4 separate regions of the Drosophila melanogaster genome follow, and regions 1, 2 and 3 are each linked to region 4. A link is a contact called in public Hi-C data. All regions are on one chromosome and are shown on one strand. The core of a region is the stretch at or near the end of the contact, and the rest is flanking DNA. Distances in the headings are between cores, read along the strand shown. Region 1 holds the start of CG13766. Region 2 holds the start of CG31635. Region 3 holds the start of CG11050. Region 4 holds the start of nrv1 (nervana 1).

Evidence for each region. A called contact is a pair of places that touch in the nucleus more often than the background predicts.
Region 1: a Hi-C map of the Kc167 cell line shows a contact between it and region 4, with 6 times the contacts expected there. A contact is called at or near these places in 4 of 107 Hi-C or Micro-C datasets (the Kc167 cell line, cellular blastoderm embryo, embryo and 1 more).
Region 2: a contact with region 4 is called in a Hi-C map of the Kc167 cell line, with 3 times the contacts expected there. A contact is called at or near these places in 7 of 107 Hi-C or Micro-C datasets (the Kc167 cell line, the S2 cell line, eye imaginal disc and 2 more).
Region 3: a Hi-C map of the OSC cell line shows a contact between it and region 4, with 4 times the contacts expected there. A contact is called at or near these places in 9 of 107 Hi-C or Micro-C datasets (the Kc167 cell line, the OSC cell line, the S2 cell line and 4 more) and 1 of 7 datasets of targeted methods (the Kc167 cell line).

What each region holds. Positions count from the first base shown.
Region 1 is chr2L:6,564,277-6,567,672 of dm6, reverse strand. CG13766 reads left to right here and starts at 1,492. Exons shown (of 1, transcript NM_001298752.1): 1 at 1,492-3,396. The coding sequence starts at 1,556. The coding sequence ends at 2,503. Ent2 (Equilibrative nucleoside transporter 2) reads right to left here. Exons shown (of 1, transcript NM_001298751.1): 1 at 2,964-3,396.
Region 2 is chr2L:6,647,480-6,650,671 of dm6, reverse strand. CG31635 reads left to right here and starts at 1,558. Exons shown (of 8, transcript NM_001273210.1): 1 at 1,558-1,642. It overlaps Tango1 (Transport and Golgi organization 1), which reads right to left and starts at 1,284. Exons shown (of 7, transcript NM_135214.4): 1 at 992-1,284; 2 at 1-885. The coding sequence starts at 1,139.
Region 3 is chr2L:6,609,613-6,612,891 of dm6, reverse strand. It overlaps CG11050, which reads right to left and starts at 1,881. Exons shown (of 5, transcript NM_135208.6): 1 at 1,624-1,881; 2 at 252-407; 3 at 1-111. The coding sequence starts at 326.
Region 4 is chr2L:6,784,732-6,788,129 of dm6, reverse strand. nrv1 (nervana 1) reads left to right here and starts at 1,269. Exons shown (of 4, transcript NM_057819.4): 1 at 1,269-1,848. The coding sequence starts at 1,716.

The sequences.
Region 1 (3,396 bases), core at 243-2,742, 220 kb after region 4:
GTGGCAAGTTTTAAGAGCCATCGTTTTGGCAGCTAATAATTTATCGACGCGATTTCGGCGGGCGTCTAATTGCCACCCAGGAACAAATATGAAAATATTGTGTATAATGCACGGATGGCATAAATGGCATGGTTGCCCGCTCTAATCACGCCAGTAATTGAGCCGCCACGATGAAAATGTCCGGCACAAATTGCCGGCCACTTAAATGGAGAAACCCGAAGCGGCCGGGGCAGGAGTATCTGTATCGGTGGTGGAGGAGGATTCGCAGTCACGGCCATGACTCACGTATGTCACCACGGTCATTATCCAATTTCAGTGGCCTACAATTGGGTGGAAGTATCCTTAGTCATTGTCATTATATAACACAAATTTACTAAGCATTGTTATTCATTAAGTTAAAGAAACCACGTAGCAAAGATAATTGCTACTTTTGACCATTATTTACTGTCTTTGAAGTACACCTTATTCTACGACAGCCCAAATGTGTTCTTCTCTTATTGTATGTTATAATTTATAGGGTATGTATATGTGCTCGTATGTAATCAAGAAAGGTGTCAGCTTACAGCAAACATGATGTGGGTTCAGTGACCTAATTTCTCCACCATTCCAATTTATGGCATCTACGATAGCGATGGAGTGTACATTTTAAATGTTTGCTTTAATTTTTTGCTCCGATTCGTTATTCCGGGCACATCAGCTATTGCCACCATCCCGCCACTAATGCCAATCAATTGGCGTCCCATGTCCTGACAAGGGTTCCTCCGACAGTTGGCTATTTTTGCGCTATTGTGAAGGCGAGACGCAGACTACTCATACTCTTGAATTTGGACTCTGGACTGAGGGAAAGCAGAACTCCATACTGCTGCAGGATAATGCCCCTACAATACATAAATAATTTACATTTCGCATGATCACGCACAAATCATGCGAGCCAAAGAAGCGCGGCAACAGTCAGACTGGGATATTGGCCTTTGGTTTGGGGCCTTTCGATTTTGTTGTGTGGGATGGGGAGGGGGTCATCCTGGGGGCGCCGAATGCCGCAGCATGCGCATCAAAGTGACAGTTCAACATGGAAACCCACTCAAAATGTTAATTGATACGTATGCAATGCGATTTGCGGGCCGCCGGGCACGTAGAAAGTTTTTCCAATTGCTGTTGTGGCGATTGCAGAAACTTTTAACGCAAGATGTAAATGAAAACTAAAAACAATTGAGATTAATATATATACCTATTATACTTTTATATATAATATTATACTTTGCACGAAAATCATTTATAATATAACATCTTTTATTTGCACTTTTATTTCGCTAATTATCATCTATTAAAAGTTTTTTGAAACAAGAAAAGTGACTTTAGTTGAGATACCGTTAACAGATACCCTCTACTATTTTAGTATATACATACTTTGAAAGTTACTAACTAGTTTCGTAGCATTCAGTATTTTCATTTCAGAATTGCTCGGTATATTTTGCCGCTCGCTACCTGGTCCCACTGTTTTAAGCAAGAACATAATATTGACTTATTTATTTATACTGGCTCTAACTTATTTAAAATGGAGAGGCTAAACGATGACTGTGTATGCAATATACTAGAGTTCCTGCCGCTCGTGGAGCAGATCAAGATGGCCAGGCTAGCGCCGCGCTTCAAAGAGCTCCTCTGCCTAATTGTGTGGCGAAAGCCGCGGTACCGGAAGGTTTCCGTATCTGATTCCATGCTGAAACCTCTGAGTAAGGAGGACTACATATATTTCTTCGAACTGACCAGTCCCGCAATGGAGGAGCTGTACATTTGGAACGTGCACAAAAAGGCGTTCGACTCGTACTTGGGTCGCCATCTGATGCGACCCGAATTGGCCTTCTATCTGCGGCGGGATTACAGCAATCTCCAGGAGCTCTGCATCGCGGATGAGAACATGAACAATAGCATGATTAGCACTATAGCCAAGAGCTGTCACCAACTGCGTAGCCTGAGCGTGTCAAGTGCGTACATCACGGGAAAGTACCTCACTGGACTCTCCAATTTAAAGACCCTAGTCGCACCCGAATGCTCCGTGGAGCTGCCCCATCTCTCAGAATTGCTGGATCAATTGCCACTAAAGCACCTGGACCTAACCTCAAATCGGTATCCCGTGGAGGCGACCATTCTGCAGTCGGAGGGAAGCAAGCGTCTAGAGCGACTTGGCCTATCTGATGCAGAAGACTTCGGCTTCCCACTGGCCGATAGTCTGCCTCAACTAAACACGCTGGTGGTGAGCTACCACAAAGTAAGCAGCCAGGAACAACTGAGTATGCTGGAGAAAACGCGCAAACGTGTGGAGCGAGCCGCGAGAAAATATCCCCAGCGCCTGCATTCGATCTTAGGCAATGTAGTGGATGTGGAAGTGGCCCTCGAGCAGATTGCTGGCCTTGAGAAACGCCATCCCAGGCATACGCCAAAGTTCAATGAGCTTCTGAAGATCGTGTACTTCTTGTCGGATCCGCAGGGCGGAGATAAGAAATGACCTTGAGCTGGTCAGGGCTCTGCCTCGGCTCTTCCCCCTAACTTTGCCCTTGTAAATACATAAATAGGTACTAGACGTCGCCCAAGTGACAAGTGGAACTGATATGTTTATCTGCTACTAGCTGCTCCCACGGTAATTATGTGTCTTCTCAGATAAGGTTCGTTTATTTGGTTATTTTTTTGTTTACCAAATATTTTTCGGCGCCATGTCCAAACAATTCCATCGGCTTTGGAATGGTTTACGCCTCTTTGCAAGATGGCATTAAACTTTGGCACAGATGCAAAATAAAGTATTTCGGAGATTATAATATAGTAATTATTACTAACGTTTAAATCCAGTTTTTGTAACCTTTCTGCCAATTTGAAATTAATTAAATTAGTTTTGTATAAGGCCGTTATCTGCACATTTATTATTTTATTAGAACGTTTTATTTGTACGTTTTCTGTTAACAGTGTTTTTTATCATTACAAGGGTGTCCACAATTTCAGCTGGGCGGTTTCGGTGGCCACCAAAAGAGTGCATTGATTAAATGCTTTGGTCGTGCATATTTGTCCCACTTTGTTATTTCATTCAATCGGATGAAGCTGTGATAAAACGAACCAAATATTCCATTGACTTGTTAGACCCCCTCCTAATTGATAGATATATGTACATCAATTAGGACCCAATTGTCAGACTCTGCAAGTTCCCTTTGCTCTTTTTGTCGGCACAATTTTCCCATGGATGCGAGGTATATTGTTGCTTTAATTTGTACCACTATCTTTGTATTATTTCGTTGATGTAATAAAATACAAATTGAAAAACTTTATTAAATAAAACGTGTTAAAATGATTGATTAGTCCTAGAACTAGAATTGAGCGCAAAACTAAATTTATGTGTGTGCAGTCTAACTA
Region 2 (3,192 bases), core at 309-2,808, 140 kb after region 4:
CTTTAGTCTCATCCTTTGAATCCTCCACTTTATCTGTTTTCTTCAGTTGCGCGACCGAAAGTGGTTTCAGTTCAATCGATTCGTTAATTGATTTGTTATCGTTTGCTATCTCTACGATCGATTCGTTATCTTGACTACCTTGTTGGGAGTCGTCATCTGTCTCGTCATCCCCGTAATCGAAATCGTCAGCGTCTTCCAGTTCAGCGTTGATAGCCTGGGGCAGTGGGGGAGGTTTCTCAGCTTCTGTGGCAGGTTGCTGTGCTTTTGGCTCTTCCTGCAATTTAATGGCCTCCGAATTTAATGCCTGTGGCTCTTTCGTATCAACAACTGTCGAGTCGAGATTTGTTGCTTCTTGGGGGTCTGCTGCCGTCTCTGGAACAATGCTACCTTCCGTTGTAGCTGCAATGGCCTCCAGGGGAAGCTCAGTTCCTTCTATAACCTGCACTTGGGCCTTGGAAGCCGCAGTAGGATCAGGAACCTGCTGATCCTGCAGCTTGTCGTGCTCAACCACTATTGAATCAACGGCTATCTCAAGTGGTGACGTTGTAGTCGTTGCCAGATCATCGGTTGACTCAGAGGCGTTAAGAACAGGCTGCACTGTCGTCTCGACGCTCTGAACTGGTGTCTCCACTGACTGCACTGGACTACCAGGTCCCACCACTGGCACCTCGTACAATAGATCCTTATCCCGGACGAGGATCTTCTTTTCCATGATAAAGTCCTTATTGGCATAGCCGCGCCGCCCATTGATGTCCACACCCCACAGTTGCATATTGGAACCGGCGCTCTTGGACAGGACGCGGATGGGGGAGTTGATTTTGAAGGATATCAGCCCCTCACCACCAATGGCGTAGGTGATTTTGGCAATGCCCATCGAAATGATTTCTGCAAGCATAAACCAGACAAACGCAAAATTAATTATGCAATTTTAAGAGACATGGCTGTGCCGGAGGTCCAAGGCTGACTTGTCTGGCCATAGATTACAACTTACGTTCACATTTCGGGTCGGCGCACAGTCGCTTGTCGGAGAGAGTCGCAGCCCACGTCAAAGTTGGAAGACAGCAGATCAACAGGCCCAGGACCAGGGCCAAATCACTCAGCTGGGGCTGCATTGTTGCTTTCTCGTTGGTCAGCCGCATTTTGCATTGTTTTCGGGGCGCAGTGGTCGTGTGAAATCAACTTATTTCGCTGCAGCTACTAATTTTTTGTGTATAAAAATGGGTTCACTTTCAGCTGAGTTGGCTTTTCATTCGTGTGACCGTACTGGGTGCGCCAAGGAATGCTGTGTGGCCTCAGAAAAATACCGAAATAGGAAAGGGGCATTTCGGGTCTGTTTCAACTATTCCACAGATATGATTTATTATCAAATCTTATTGCTGTATTTAATGGCCTTTGAAATTTATATGTTTTAAATACATTCTGTTTAAGTTATCTGAATTCTAGTTCACAGTATCTGCTATCTTTTTCGACTCAGTGCGAATGCCATATACTATGCGCGCCAGATAGCGTTGTGCGAAATAACTCAGATATAGAGAACTTGGAGCAGTTGGTAACACTGGCCAGAGCTCGTAAATTGTTTCGCCAGTTTCGCGGCTCCATCGGAGGAAATTTTGTAAACCCAGTAACTAAATTTGAGTGCGAAGTAAGCCTCTTCACTTTGAATAATCCTAATGCTCGGTTTCGGAACGCTCTGAGTGCTGCAGTGGGTGGCAAACGACAGGACTATGTGCGTGTGTGTGGCTGGAAAACTTCAGCAGTGACCTTGAAAATTGAAGTTTGTTTTTTTTTTCCTTTATGCACTTCACCCGAAAATGTAACGCGCAAAATTTGGGCTAGCTTTTTAGAAAAAAGTCGCCGGTGTCCAACAAAGTACTCAGTGAAAGCTGGCGTATTGGATTCCAATTTATTATTACCTTACGAAGTGTACGGAAAAAGGTTTCCTCTGACATCATATTGTGGAATTCAGAGAGCGATTAAGAGAGCAGCGGATAACTTTGTGTGATATGCCCGATAATGTAGCCTTAAAACCAATAACTTGTGCAGTTTATAATTAAGATGCTAATTTAAGTGAAAATCCGGGAGCATGTGTACAGAAACTTATTGTTTTGATGTTGTATGTTGCTTGCGATTTAAGGGAGTGTGAGCGAGAGGGTGCGTGAAAAGAGCACACGTGGAGGGGTTGCCAGATCGTCGGCAGAGTTTAAAATGGCTTACACGTCGCCAATTCAAAAAATTTTTAAAGAACTAAAACTATAATAGGGCTATTATTTTTAGCTCAGTTTTAATTCAATCACTTTTATTAATTATAATAATCAATGTCCAGTTATTGGAAAAACGGTCTTGCTTCAGAATATGCTTGTTTTGAAATTATTGGTGTTAACGTATTTCGATCGTAATTCGTAATTTCATGAAATTCAAGAATTCTAACTTAGCATAAACAGTCCTTTATCACAAACCTGCGTGCGGGCAGTCTGGCAACACCGCCCGTTGGACACAGCATGAAAATGCGCAACTCAGTTTCTATTTCTATCTTTCGCATTTTCAACGTCTTTGTGATCGGTTGTTGTTGGGTCGCGGATGCCTAATGGTCGATAGCTGCACGCTATGCTGAATGGAGCGCGGTTCTGTTAAATGCCCTATAAAACGCCACATAAACTGATTGGCTGCACAAAGAGTAATCCTTCGCCAAAAGTTGTATAACAAAAAAAAGAAGAGATTTGGGTGCGTGGAAACAAAGTGCGCCAAGCCTTGGTGCGTAAAATCAAATACAAATATCTTGACCGAAACTGATAAAAGTGGAGAGCAAAAGAAACACGGAAATCAAAGAAAAACTTCGCAAAAAACATTAACAACTCAGTAGTCCTCCGACATGCGTGACGTAATTTGTGTATTTATTCTAAAACAAAATTCGAGGAAAAGTGAGCAGTAAGAGCGTGCAATTGTTTGTCCCTTTCGACTGCCTGTGTAATTACCAATTGCAATTTGCCTTTTAATTTGAGTTTTGCATGCAACAGGGCGCGTGTTATTCCCACAAAAATACACACTCACACTTGCACGCAGTACAGCCGCACACACACCCACACTTGCAGAGGCACGTAAACAAAAATGCGAAAAGTGCAGAGGGGAAAAGCGATAACAAACAACAATCGCAAACAATCTGCGACTGGCTTTTCTCGATTTTCCCTCTCCCTC
Region 3 (3,279 bases), core at 632-3,131, 180 kb after region 4:
TGATTCACCGTGACTGCGACCGTCCGTGTGCGATGGCGAACCGTGACTGCTGTTGTCGCCGAACTTCGCTTGACTAGAGTGCTTTGTGGCGGCAGACGCTGTGGCTGTGCACTGAAAAAATATGTGGGTTATTCAAATCTAGCGTTGTAAAACTAAATGATAAAAGCAATACAAAATCTAATCTTGTATTAATTTTAAGCAAATATGCATGCAAATTGATTTTAATTATACGTTAAACTAATTATTTTTACCAGTGTCTTTGTGGCTCCCGACGTCACGCCGCTTGCTGTCGCTCGGAGCAACTGCTGTAGTTGTAGTGAGAACATCGCGACCACAGATGAGATCAAATTCAGATCGTGGGCCACAAATTTGTAGCCTGAGTCAAACACGTGATGTGCAAGTGGCGTCTGTAGGTGAGAAAGGGAGGGAAATACATAATCGTAAGTGTTGTTGTCATGAGCAACAATTCGGAACAGTTTTATTGCATGCGATTAATTTGACTGAGAAAATGAGAAATAAAGTGTCATGGGATAAACTGTTATCTACGTTTCTGTTGATTTATGGAAATATGCATATTTAGGCATAATTAAAATCTACTTAAAAACGAATTGAAAGCACTTGATCTGTAATTTCACACTAATTAACAACAAAAAATGCGAGACAAGTAATATATTTTTAAAAATTTAAAGTATTAATACTTTAATGATATTTCCACTTCAATAGGCTGATGCAATGTATATTATGCACACAACCAGTCACTTTTCGCAAAAACACAAAACGAACTGAGGCAATTAAAAATTATTTATTTATTGCAAAACACAATGTCGAAAATGATATTGCTTTTTAAATTTTATAGGTCGTCCAAAGTGCAATCGATGGGCAAAAATAATTAGTTTCTTATCAGCTGTCGGCACTTTTCTTCCCAGTCTCTCATATAAACATAAACATGAAAATGTATGTTTATATGTATGTTGGTACAGTTCGGTTCAAAACAATAACACTAAAATATTACAAAGGATTTAACAGGAATTCCAAGCAATCACAAGAGTTTTAAATCTTAGTTTGCAGTAAATTATGATATACAAAACTAAAGTGAAATAATTAAATAATTTATACATGAATGGAACCGTTTGAAATTAAAGTTTGTTTGCACCTATGTATGTGCCTATGGAATGGAAATGGCTGAAACACACAATCGACTTCAAATTTTGCGCACTATTTTACCGCCGCAGCTGTTTCTCTGATGCACGTGTGTGTGTGTGTGTGTGTAGTTCGGCTACCTGGGTGCAAGAAGTTCCGTTAGAACAGGGGCAGCGAATAAATAGGAAGCGATGCCGAGAATTGACAGGCAGCTCAAGGTGAAGGCGTTCGATCGCGGGGAGGGGGAATTCGTGGCGGTACGTTGTGTGCGTCGTGTGGCACGTAAGCACCGTTAGTTCGTTGCAATGTTGACGACTATGAGCTGCGCCCGCCGATGAGAAACTGAAATGCTTTCTTTTGATTCGGCAACGCGACCGCCGCGGCCACAGCGCTTGTAATTAGATACCATCGCACACCCACACACACACACATCGCACACGCGCACAACTACAACAACAAAACGAAATAGTTAGAATTACTAACGGAATTTATGCAACAGCTCAACAATCTGCATTCTGCATCACCAAGCGCTGTGCATCGTGCTGCGATGAATATTTTTAATTTAATACACCAATCCACTCGATCTCTCGCCCGCCGACGGGCAAATAAACAATGTTGCGCGCTCTTTTATTCAATTGTGTTGGCTTTTCGCAGCAATTGCACAATTGTCTTTTTTCGGTTACACTTTTCGTTATTCTGACCGCGAGCAGCTGTTGGCGTCGGTGTGACCAGGTCACGGCAAAATGCCATCGAGCAGCGGCGGTCAGCTGCTTGCTTGAGTCATCAGGGCTGGGTAAACCGAAATTCGTGGTTTCACTCCGAGCCTTACTGTATTGGTGATAAACTTGGATGAAAACATTTTCTGGCAGTCTGGCAGCGCCCTGCATTTAACACTGCAACAAAAAGGAGGAGTGAGTAAAATAAGTAAAGTTAAAGGGTTAAAGGGCAAAAATGGTTATGGCTTAAATCATTAAAAAGAAGTAACATTTGTGATGATTTATTGAATTCGCAAAGATTTCGCATCAGCAACATATAGCTTGAAGGATTAAATATCCTTCGAAATACTTAAGAGATTTAACCCAAGCAATACCCACTGTGTATCTGTTTTTTATTAATATTTCATGATTCAAGCTCTGTATTAAACCGCTTTCTTGTGTAGCTACTTTGTTATAATTATTTACTTTCCAGATTATATTGCAATCGCTTTCTGACAGAAATAGGTCGCCAAATAAGTCGCTTCTAAGGCAGTTAAGCGCGGAATGAGTTAGACTAAAACTGTCAAAACGTCAACCACTAAGCCCAAAATGGATCCAATGGATCTGGAGGGCAGTGCGACCACAAGCCAATTTAATTGATTCCAGCCAACTGTCACGTTGGCAGTCGCGTTTTTGGGGGACTGGGCGATAATTTGGACGGCTTCCGGTTGGGCGATGCGGATTATGAATAAATTTAAATCGACGGTTACGACTTATGCATATTTTAGACAACATTACCGCACATAAATCCGTTGCATCTATTATGCAACAGCGCTTTGCTTGCGGAAATGATTTATTTATGGGTCAACTAGCAGTCAAAGTGCAGGCTTATTTGTATTTTTTTTTGTAACTGCGTTTGTGGAAATCCTCAATGGAAAATGTATTAACATTTATTTTATCGGCGGTATGCAATTAAATTGGTGTAATCTTTTGCGCAAATTTCATAATTGATTCGAATAAATTGCTGCACAATTTTACCCATCATCAATTTAAAATCTTTTACAATGGCATTAGGAAAAGTTGTAGCACTCAGTCAACAAAAAAGATAGAAGTTTGAATATATATATCCTTTATATATTTACTGATATAGATATGCATGATTTTGCAACATCAACTTATTTTTGCAATGTCCCAAGGACTTGATTATCTTCCGGCGCAGCTGAATCTCTTTGAGGGGCATACCAAAAATTTTTCAATTTCAGCAGATGCAACTTTTCATCCATTTCCTTATTTTGCTGCGTAACTGGCAAGTGAAGCGCTAATGAAAAACTTTGACAGAAAACTGCATTCCTGCAGGGAAATTGAAAGCCTGCGCCGAATGACAGGAAAAATTGCGAATAAGAAGAAGTTGGAGGACAGGCACTAAGGAAGGAATAACAATAGT
Region 4 (3,398 bases), core at 20-2,519:
TATATGCAAATAGTTATGGAATATAAGAGTAAGAAACAGTTTATTTTTCTCAGTGCAGCGTTAGCATTATCCAGATGCTGATGACGACGAACCATGATTGAGGAACAATAACAAAGAAAGTTTTCCCGATTTCCGCGTGGAAATTTCCGAAGCACAGAGCGCCCAAAAAACTGATCCACCCGTTTGGGGAGAGCGTGGAAAAGCAAAACAAAGCGCAGTACAACACAGCACGCCAGCATAATGAGAGTAACAATGGTGGTGGCGATTGTTAGGGGGAGGGGCGTGGGTGGAGTGTGTAGTGGAGCCAATGTACTCAACTCTCCGCGCATGTCAACGCCAGAGTGGGAGAACGGGAGATAGAGAGAGAGAGTGCGACTTGTGCTAGTATGCGTGTGATTTTCTTTGTGCTTTGTATTTTAATATTTATAAAGCAGGAGCGTATCACATTCTTAGAGGGTGAAGTGCGGTCTAGGCTCCACAGCCTTTGAATGCAAAGCACTTAGCTGCACTGGCGAAAATTGCATGGCCCAAGCAACTGCCCTCGGGTGTGTTGTTGTCTGGCCACTGTCTGCACTCAATCATTTATTCTATTTGCGTAGCCAGCTAAGGAGATGGAGAGAGATAGAGAGAACATTAAGAGGTAAAACACACACGAAACCCCCAGCTCACACACACTCACACCTTAGCCACATAACCTCCCCCCTGGTCCAACGCTTTTGCTTTGGCCTTTTTCATGTTGCTTGGCAAAGTGTCGAATACGTTCAACAGCTGTCGACGTCACACTGCAAGAAAATTGACCCTAGATACGTGGAATGCTTTTTTGGGTCACGTTTCGTATACCCAATAACATCTGAGAGTTTAAACAAAGACGTCAGCCCACATTGCGGATGAGTAATGTCCTGTAGGAATCGCTTGCAACAGAATTCTTTCTAAGATATCACTCACATGAGCTTGAAATGGGAAACCAATGCGTTATTAGACTGCTTAATATCGGAAATAATAGAAATACCTACATATCTTGACGATCTTAAGAGTCAATTTGGTCAGAAAAGTCTTCTTTGCTTTTTACCTTAACTATTTATCTGAAAATGTACCCCGTTTTCCTCAGTGCTCAATCACTCTTATCTTGAAGCTTTTGTTGCGAGAACGCAAGAGATAGAGAGAACGAGAGAGAAAGAGCGAGGCGCGTGGTGAGCCTGTGTGAGTGTTGAGGGGCGAAGAACACTGGTGCTGAGTTTTCGCCTTGCTGGGTGACTTGGGGCTGCGTTCGGTTAGTTGGTGATCTTTCGCCGAGAGCGCAACACGCAGCACGCATCGCCATTCGCAGTCGCAGGAAGCAGGGAAACCAAGAGTTGGCAACAACTTCTCGTGGCTCCCAGCCCGTTTGTTTGTGCTTCTGATTCGGCTTATTTCGCCCAAAATCGGTTCTAACTTATTTTCCTAACTCTAAGACCAGTCGAGCAGTCGAGGCGCAAATAATTGCATAATTACACGTTTTTCAAAAATATTCAAGAGTACTGCGAGTGCGAAAATAAATGAGAATTCAGTTTCGAGTCTGCTGAATCATCGCATATACACAGCACAACGTATACATAAATCAGTTTTCGTAGCCTTCGCGCCGTCCACGTCATCAACGAAAAGTATAAACCAAATTTTCGAATCGAATCGAATACTGAAAAGCTAACCGTAAACAAGTGCGAAAGAACAGCGCCGCAATGTCAAAGAATAACGGAAAGGGCGCCAAAGGCGAATTCGAATTCCCGCAGCCAGCGAAGAAGCAAACCTTCTCGGAAATGATCTACAATCCCCAGGAAGGCACCTTCTTCGGACGCACCGGAAAAAGTTGGAGTAAGTTCTTTACAACTCTACTGAATAACAAACAAAATCAGTAGACAACTTCAAAATGAATGCCTGAAAAAGATTAAGAATTAGGTTCCATCAAGAGGATAAGACTAAAACCACTGTGAGTCATTTCTATTCTATCCATTGAGTCTGTTTGTGGTTTTTAAATACATACATTTAACATTTTAGAATTAGTTTTAACTCGAAAAATATATAATTTGAATGTTTGAATGCTAGTTCCCAAATTTCCATGCAGTATAGGCACTCCAGTACTTATCTGCATGCCCCTCCGATGAGATATCTGCATCCACTCCAAGCTCCAAGCACATAGAAACAAAAATGCGATTGTTTATTGTATATAACTAGACACTTGTCCGTCATATGGTAATGGAAACTATATATGAGGAGCGTGCGGTCGTATTTACAGGCTTATCAGTCGATTTGGCGAGTCATAGTGTGGGAAACGGGATGAGGTAAAGAAGCAACTACGGAAATCTCCGTTGCGGTGTCTCGAAAATGTTTAGTCAACGCCATAAAATAGATAAACTCATTACGAGACAACATGATGAAGTGGGATTTCTTAAGGCAGTCATAAAAATATTATTAAGAAATACAATCACCTTGAGCAACCGCTGGCAATGTGATAATGGCTAAGTGAAAAGAATCTAGAAAGTTTTAGAATCGAACATTAAACATATGTGTGTTCATTTGGCTACACACGTTCAATCTACTAAATTGTTGAATTGCCTTTTTAATTAGGCTAGCATATTTCAACGTTAATGCGAATTCTTGACTTTCGAAAATGGACACGGATCCACGTTCCCAAAGGGAGGGGAATTGGGGAAAACGTGAGGGATGAGGTGGTGAGTAGAGAGCACTTTGCTTTTATCGCCAATAATATTTGCCGTCTTATAATGGGTTCTGTAAACAGATTCAAGGTTTCGCACTGAGAGGCATAGTGAGATTTAACGCTCTCACAATATCAATGTACATATATCTGAAAAATATGCCGATCGCAGAACCAACTGCTGAAACACTACCAATTTTAAATAGTGTTTAGCAATTTTCTGAGTACTTCGCTTATCGGTAGCTCGAATGAAAAGTTCCCTTGACGTCATTTGTTTGCTTTTCATTAAGTTGGCCAAGTTCGCTTCAAGTTTATCGAATGTTTAAATTGATGTATAATTTATTTACATTGACGCCAAAGGTGTACCCCCGAAGAGCTCTAATAACTTTTTATGCTAATTCCGACATTTTATACTAATTCTCAGTCCAATCGGCAAAGAACTTAAGAACTATTGACACACCTGCTACAACAAAAGCCATATGGCTGCATATCTATTTAATATATGAAACTATTTGCAGAACTGAATATACAGTGGGTAAAGTGTTTGGCCTGCCTTCGGCTAATTCCTATCATTAAGCACAAATTCGTGGTGCATGTCCTTTGATTTTTCACTGCCTAATGCTCGGTAATTTAAGTCATGTGCAGGACATTAGTGGAAAAATAAAATGGCAACGACCCCATAAACAATGTAAAGCAGTGTGGCAAAATT